2 separate regions of the Gossypium arboreum genome follow, and region 2 is linked to region 1. Evidence: chromatin contacts called from public Hi-C data. All regions are on one chromosome and are shown on one strand. The core of a region is the stretch at or near the end of the contact, and the rest is flanking DNA. Distances in the headings are between cores, read along the strand shown.

The links. A called contact is a pair of places that touch in the nucleus more often than the background predicts.
Region 2: a Hi-C map of leaf shows a contact between it and region 1, with 2.7 times the contacts expected there. The contact joins the promoter of LOC108489627 here to the promoter of LOC108487474 in region 1. A contact is called at or near these places in 2 of 5 Hi-C or Micro-C datasets (both in leaf).

The regions. Positions count from the first base shown.
Region 1 is chr10:100,567,482-100,571,634 of ASM2569848v2, reverse strand. It overlaps LOC108487474 (histidine-containing phosphotransfer protein 1-like), which reads right to left and starts at 2,724. Exons shown (of 6, transcript XM_017791828.2): 1 at 2,322-2,724; 2 at 2,042-2,172; 3 at 1,891-1,959; 4 at 1,642-1,713; 5 at 1,488-1,560; 6 at 1,110-1,395. The coding sequence starts at 2,381. The coding sequence ends at 1,336.
Region 2 is chr10:100,775,502-100,779,575 of ASM2569848v2, reverse strand. It overlaps LOC108489627 (squamosa promoter-binding-like protein 7), which reads left to right and starts at 1,416. Exons shown (of 10, transcript XM_017794296.2): 1 at 1,416-2,136; 2 at 3,370-3,542; 3 at 3,656-3,867; 4 at 3,965-4,039. The coding sequence starts at 1,589.

The sequences.
Region 1 (4,153 bases), core at 1,475-3,974:
TCAGTCTGTTTCCAGAGATCTTAGAGAGGCTGAACCTGGCAAGTATTAGTCCTGAAGTTCAGTTCGTCAAGCGTCTATTGTTCAAGCTTTACGCTTTGCAGCAAACTCTTCATTGATATCGCCATATGGTAACGTTTTGTGATCTTATGAATAAAATGAACATTCGCGAATGAAGATTGAATCTCTTTTTCATTTGCAGGAAACATTCATGGGTGAAATCATTGGTGCAATATTCATGGGTGGAGATCATCACAATCTGAAACCTACCATTGGAGAAATGCCAATCAAAGTGATTGCTGAAGGTGTTGAATCCATGGATGGACAGATTTTGATCAACGACAAGCAAGGAAAATCAGCAAAAATATTGAAAAATGTCGACACTACGGCTTATTACAATCTATTTGCAGATCAATTGGGTAGTCAAAACCGGTCCGCTGTATTAGGGAGCTATGATGAATAAAGAACAGTGTGGAATACACCAAATCAAACGGCTTTATGGTTAAATCTGATATATTGGCAGCCGACAAAGAGACGGTCCCAACAGATTTATGGTTAACATTTTGTGAAAGACATCATGAACCGTAGTAACATTTGTCTGCCACTTAAATAATCAAATCAAAACCCCACAATTCTCTTGTTGCCAGTTTATATCTTTGAACCACTAATGCCAACATGTTATTGTCCTCCAGGACTAACAACAGTTCTTTTGTTTCTTTTTTCTATAATTGACTAATAACAGTTATAATAGAAGAAACGACAGTTAAATGTGGAACATGGCAAGAAAAGACAAGCTTTGCTCATGTCTCCTGGGATATTTTTCCACAAGGGGGAAACTTTAGTAGGAAATGGAATCAAGGGGTAAAAACTTCAGACAACTAAAACAATGATGATGGCCATAACCCTACTTTGGGGGATTATGTGCCAGCAATTCAGCATTTAGCAATATCGAACCCCGCCCCCCCTACGGAGTGTCTCATGCACTGTTAACATCATTTTATCGATATTCCTACACTACATGCATAGATATTGTCGATAAACACGAGAGCAACGAATAGCATTACAAATCTAGAAGCAATTCCAGTGTTCACCAACTGGAACAATAGTTCACATTCATGGAAGAAACAGTATTAATTGAAGAGGAAATTTATCAACAGAAAGGTTCTTTTAGAAGTTATTTGGAGTGAAACTAGTATGAAATCTCTTCTTTCATGAACATCAAACAATCACAAACTCACTGGTAAGATTAAATAAAAAAGAGAAACCTTAAACACCATATGTTCCTATTGTATAAACCACCCCCAAAATCATTCTTTCCCCCCTTCATGTTTATGGTCCTCAAAAACCCAGTTCAATCATCGGAATCGACCCACCAGCCGCCACGATTTGCTGCTCTAACTGCGTTAACCGGGAAAAGAAAAGCATAAGAAAAAGTGGTTTTATAACTTAAGTACAACTATTTCCTTTAAGCAAAAAACTAGTGCACTAACCCTGAGCATAGTTTCAAGCTTGTTCTTCACAAGGTAATACTCTTGTTTCACTTGTTGAAGACATCTCAGTGTCCTGCAATGTTTTCAAGAACATCGTATCGAAATCTATAATATATGATAAAACGAAAAACTAGAGTGAAGTAAAGAGACTCACGCATCGATGTTCTGCTCCTCGCAGAAGCTACGAAAAGCAATGCAAGCATTTTTAACTCTCTGTGCACCAATGCTGTTGACACACACACACAAAGAACAATTGATTGTTTAATCAAACAACTTGAACATTTCAAGATTTTGTTCATTTTTCATGTTTTTTAGCCTTGTTTTTCTAGAATGGTTAGATCTAACAAGTTTAGTCAACTTTTGTAATGAAACTATGGGATCATATTGTTCTAAGGCTTTGAACCTGGAACTGCTACCCTTCAATTGATGAACATGAGCATCAACTTTTTTGAAATCTACACTTGGCTGATCTCTGTATAAGAAAAAAGACATGTTTAATGAAGAAAAAAAAAACATCCATGGCAGAAAACAAAAGGAAAAGGTGAGTTTCTTACAAAGCCATGGTGAGATCATTAAGAAGTTTCTCTGAATCATCAAAGAAAAGAGACACAACTTCAACAACAAAATCTGGGTTGCTCTCATCTTGAAGCTGTTGAAGCTGCAAAAACTGAGCATCCAAGAAACCCTTGTCCCAACAAAAAAAATAAAAAGGTACAAAAGTAAGGAAAAACCAAACATACCAAAACAAGAAGAAGAAAACAAGGACAAAAGAAAAACGAGATTTTTGTTAATAGATTTGTACATTTGAAGTTGATTTTTTTAATGGGATTTTACCTCCATAAACAAGGATTTTGTGTAGTCCACCAATCTTCTCTGCATCTGACCCACTTCCATTCTCTTTAGCCTTTGTTCTCTCTGCACATACAAAGAACTTTTCCCACTAATCAAAGCTAATGACCCAACAAAAGGTCAAAACCTCAAAGCTTGTGGCTTAAATTTAGATGTTTAGGGATGAAATGAAATGCAATAATAGCACAAAAATAAAGAACAAAAAAAGGCCCAAGAAAAGGGTATAAATGCTTTTTTGCAAACCTTTGAAAAGGATTTGATGTGAATTTAATGTTATACCCTTTGGCTCTATTTTCTTTTGAGCTATTACTGTTTTCAGTTTTCTATTACAAAATCATACTCCCTCCTTTATTTTGCTCTCTCTCTCTCTCTCTCTTCTAAATTATTTAAACACGAATGGAAATTTTATGGTTAATTTCCTTTTTATGTTGCCAACACATCACAATATATACTTTTATTAAAAATAAGTTTTATTTATCATTACAATATAATTTTTATATTTCAATTATAAATTATTTATTCATAAAAAGGAAAAGGACAAATTTTTATTTTATAAAATTACTATCAATGACTGCGTTTTAATTTAAATTAGTATAGAAATTATTATTTGTTTTTTTATATTTCTTTATCAAAAATTAAATATTAGTATACTGTGTATAGAAATTATTTATATATTTTAAAAGACATAGCATGCTGACTTGTCATATCTTAATTTTAAATGTTTATTATTTATTAACTTATTGTAGCATCAAATTATTGCTATAAATAACTGGATTACATTTCCATTTTAATTTTATCATAATAAAATATCATAATGACCCCATAAATTTGTTGATGAGAAACGTTAGGAATTTCCACAATTAAATTATTGACAGTTATGTTATCCATAATAAATTTGACTTTTCTAAACTATTTTTCCGAGATGTAGATTTTGAGTGTCTCTATAAAGATTATCTTTATCAAAAGTGTCCCTATAAAGATTTAATTTATCATGAAAATATATATACCAATTATATATGCTTGAAAATTAAAAACAATAATTACTAATAAAGCTACATTCTAATCATTTTCTAAAAAAATTATAAATTTGTGAGTATATTATTGGTAGTTAAGTTGGTAACGAATGTCAAATGTGAGACTGGTAAATTTATAATTTAGTCACTTAATTATAAGTAAGTTTATAATTTAGTCATTTAATTTCAAAAAATTATAAGTTTATTTTTCAACAATTCATAACTTTACAAATTTACACTTTGGTCACTCAATCTTCATACCATTACTCTCTAACCTAATAGTCCAAACAATATCAACAATAACTCAAGCCCAAACCCTAGCAAAGCCACTGTTAACCCCATGCCCTCACATTTAAACCAACCAGCTCAACAGCCTCACATCATTAATGTACTCACCATATTTCCCCTTCAGTCAAAACCGTAAACCAAGAAAATCCACAACTAAACCATTCATAAACCTTCCCTTGAACCAACAAACAAATATTACCACATCCAAAGCAAACAAAAATATATATAAAAAAAAAACGAAAGTTTATTGCTTTAGCAAGCCCCAAATATCACTTACAAAAACAAAGAAAAGATAATAAAAATATCAAAAAAAGATAGACTCAAACATACCAAATCAAGTTAAAAGTTAGTTAGAAAGTTTCAAGCGATAGAAATTCAATTTAAAAGGTTGGAAAGAAAGTCTTGTTTAGAAGAGGAACATATTGAATTTAAGTATCCATTCGACGATAATAAATGAAGATTAGAGAGATTTTTTATTAGGATTTTGAGATTAAATCAACAAAATTTCAAGCCATT
Region 2 (4,074 bases), core at 167-2,666, 210 kb before region 1:
CATGTTGAGCACATCCTAAATAATCGGCCTGAATTATCTTTCCCATACACATAACTCCCATATACATAACTCCTAACTAGGCGTAAAAGTTAAATTTTATAACAAAATATATTTTCTAATTAAGCTGATTTATTCACCAATTATCATTTGATTTATGATGAAATATATCAAGCAATTATGTTTCTAATTTAAAGGGTGTATCTAACCTCAAATGCAGATAGGTTAGCTATATAATTATTTCATTAATTCTAAATTCTAGTGAAAGAATGTTGTATTTTTGTCTTTATGAGAGATAATAAATAAAATTTTGGTTTTTTTTTATTTCAAATAAACTGAACAGCATAATTAAAAAATTCAAAATTCTCACTGGTAAAACCGACTTACATATTAATAATAATTGCTTCAAAGGCAAATAAACAGATTTCCAAGTTTTGAATTATAAAAATGAAAACTTTCAAATCACATTTTGAATCATCAATTCTTTATTTATGGTAACGACAACCATGATTTGATTGGACATAATATATATATATATATATATATTTTAATTTCAACTTAAATTTGTTTATTAAGATATGATGATTACAGGATAAGATACTACAATTCTATTCTCAACAAAAATATACAAGGCATCTTAGAATTAAATTGAATGAAAAGGTACAGTGCAAACAGTTTTAAGACAGCATTGAGGGGAAAGCAAAACCATAAAAATGCGTGACTTTTGAGATTTGACTTTGGTGAATCGGTTCTGAGCTTATTATTGTCTTATAAATATCCCCTTTTTTTGGAACAAGACATGTCATCATCTCGCCGCTTCATCTAATTTCGACAACAATTCTCCACCTTCCTATCCCACGCGCTTTCCTCCCCACGTATACCCTTCACGGCTCCACCCTCCGCGTGTCCTTCCCAGGCGCGTCACACCCTTATATACGATGTCGCCACAATAACCACATTTTCGTCATTTCCCATGACTCAAAAATGGTAAAAATAGAAATGATTTAAAACACAAAGGGTTTTTTTACAAAACATCCCCAAACTATTGTATATATTCTAAATTGATCTATAAACTTCAAAATATTATAATTGAAATTCAAAGTGGTTTTCCATCAGTCTAGACATTGATTTATAAGTTAAATATTAGTTCGGATTTGGAAAAGAATTTAAAAATAAAAAGCAATGTCAATAAAAATTTAGAATATATTTTTACAATATTAGATTTAAATAAGTATACATGTGTCTTAAATACATTACATGTCAAATTTGAGCTATAATTTAATATCCAAGTTAATGAGTAAATTGGTTATGATAGTGACACTTTCATAACTGAACTCAATTGGAGCGATTTGAAGTTTAAAGATTAATTTGAAATGTACACTGTAATTTGAGGACATATCATGGCATTAACCCAGAAAAAAATAAAAATAAAGAGCTGGAATCTTCGATACGAGTCGCCACCTAATGTTAATAAAAAACTCCGGGTATCGATATGACCCGACCGACCCGTTGATTTTGTCCCTTTTTCCCGTCAACCAATCCAACCACCAAAATAACCAAATCGTATGGACTTTGGGGATTTTTTTATATTATGGACCAAGATCCATCTCCTGCTACGCAAACGCCTCGTGGCGATCATCGGTCTGAGAATCGTAAAATGGACTTTCCGGTGACCGGACCTGAACTGACTTCCTCCGTTTGGGACTGGAATGATCTCCTCGAATTAACTTCTGACGATCACTTACCCATTTCCTTTGACGACTATGGTTTCTCTCCTCCTCCTTTAGACGCTCTGGCTGGCGATCCCAATACAGCTCCGGCGCCCGATCGTGTACGGAAGCGGGACCCGAGGATGACTTGTTCGAATTTCATAGCTGGTCGGGTCCCCTGTGCGTGCCCCGAGATCGATGCCCAAGTCGAGAAGCTTGAAGAGGAAGAGGCGGGGGCGCCGGGGAAAAAGAGGGCCCGAACCGGTCGAGTCGGGTCGGGGACGTGTCGATGCCAAGTTCCGGGTTGCGAAGTGGATATTAGCGAGCTTAAAGGTTATCACAGGAGGCATAGAATTTGTCTACGATGCGCCAACTCCAGCACCGTTTTGATCGATGGAGAAACCAAGAGATATTGCCAACAGTGTGGCAAGTAAGCTCTATTTTACACTATTTTCTTGTTCTTCTGCTATATCCCCCCCTCCCCCGGTTGCTTCTCAAATTTTAGGCTAAACACAAGTCTATCTACTTATAAATTAGGCTTTATTATTGAAATTTTTTGAAGGTTTTTGTTTTCATTATGAAATTCAATGCTTAGTTTCATAGTTTGTATATGTAGATGATTTTTTTTAACTAATTACTCTATTAATCGTTAACTGCACTTTAGGAAATGGGAAGAGGTTGGCAGAATTATTGAGTTGTTTCATTTTTTGGATCTCCTAGAGAGCATGGCTTGAAGGCTCATATATAGAAAATGTTAATAAGTTTTATTTCTTTTAACATTTCTGTGGAATAAAAGTGTTACCTCCTTTTTTCTTGCATTTGCACTTAAAAATTGTTCTCGCTATCTAAAATATTTTAAGTGGGTGTAATTTTTATGCAACTGTTTTTATACCCATTGTCTGTATAATTTACTTTTCCTACTACCCATCATTTTAACGAGTTTATGCCCACTTTCTTTTCATAACCATTTATAAATAAAGGTTTGAACGTTTCATTTGGGACTTTTTGATTTTTTGGCAAACTTAGCACTCTAAGGTTCTCTCTACAACTTTCTACAATCACAGCTACGTGCCTTCCGCCGCACTTGTTTTCTAGAATCTGCTTCGATCTTCCTCTCCTCCATCTCTCCACGACATCTCATTTTGCTAGATTTTAATGTCTCCTCACCTTACCAAAAGACCCTCTACAGTATATTTAGCTGTAGAAATGAAATTTTAGGGCGAAAATTAAATAGCAAAAGCTATGTTGCTCGGATTCTTCATTCTTGTTTAAGTACCAGTGTCCAACTCTGCAGACATAGGGAAGTGACATCTACGGATCCCTTTATACATGAAACTACTTAGAATCTAATTGTACCGTGTTCGATACGCAGTGTATCCAGCAAGCACTCCCAAGTCTGGGTAAGCAAATAACAATTGAACGGAACCTTTAGAAGTTGTAATCAATTTTTCATCTTTTTTTTTGCTGATGTTTACAGTTAGTGTTTTCTGTTCATGGAAGTGTATAGTCTAGAAGTGAATTTTGAAGTTTAAAACATGAATGGAGTTGTTCTTAATGGTAATTTTTAAGAGCTGGAATTCTTTTGGGTGGGGGCTGGGGTTGGGTTGGGTGCACGGCTATTGTTATTTATTGTATTGAAGTTTGTCTTTCAATTACTTTTCAGGTTCCACCTGCTGTCTGATTTTGATGAAGGTAAGAGGAGTTGTCGAAGGAAACTAGAGCGTCACAACATTAGACGGCGAAGGAAGCTTGTTGGTTCTAAGACTGCTGTCAATAAAGAATCTCAAGGTGCTATACAAAGCGATGGCATTGCTTGTGATGGTGAAGCAGGAAAAGGTTTTTAAAATTAGATTTAATGTTGCTGTTGTGGATAAATCATCCTTTTTCTTCTCTTTGAAACTTCAAGTTCTCCTTCCTTGTTGCATACCTTATTACTTTGTATCATTCAGATGGTTTGAGTGGCCTGATAGCTGAAGAAGAACCAGCCTTTGAGTCTGAAGAAGCTCTTGTTTCTGCTCATTGTTCGGCTCCCCTGTTGCAGGATATTCGTAATGATAGTGTTGTAACTCTTATTGACACTGAAACAGATGGAGGGAAAGATGATTCCAAGTTTTCCAATTCTGCTTCTTACTGTGACTGTAAGACGGCATACTCATCCATGGTGGGTTCTCCAATTTGTTCGCGCTAGCCATGTTTTATCTTCACTTTCTGTTGCATGTCTTTGTGTGTATATATATTGATTTTGTGTTTCATTATAGTGCCCTACAGGCAGGATCTCTTTCAAGCTTTATGATTGGAATCCGGCAGAATTCCCACGAAGACTTCGGCACCAAGTATTTTAAACAATTTTTCTTAACAGTTTAGTATT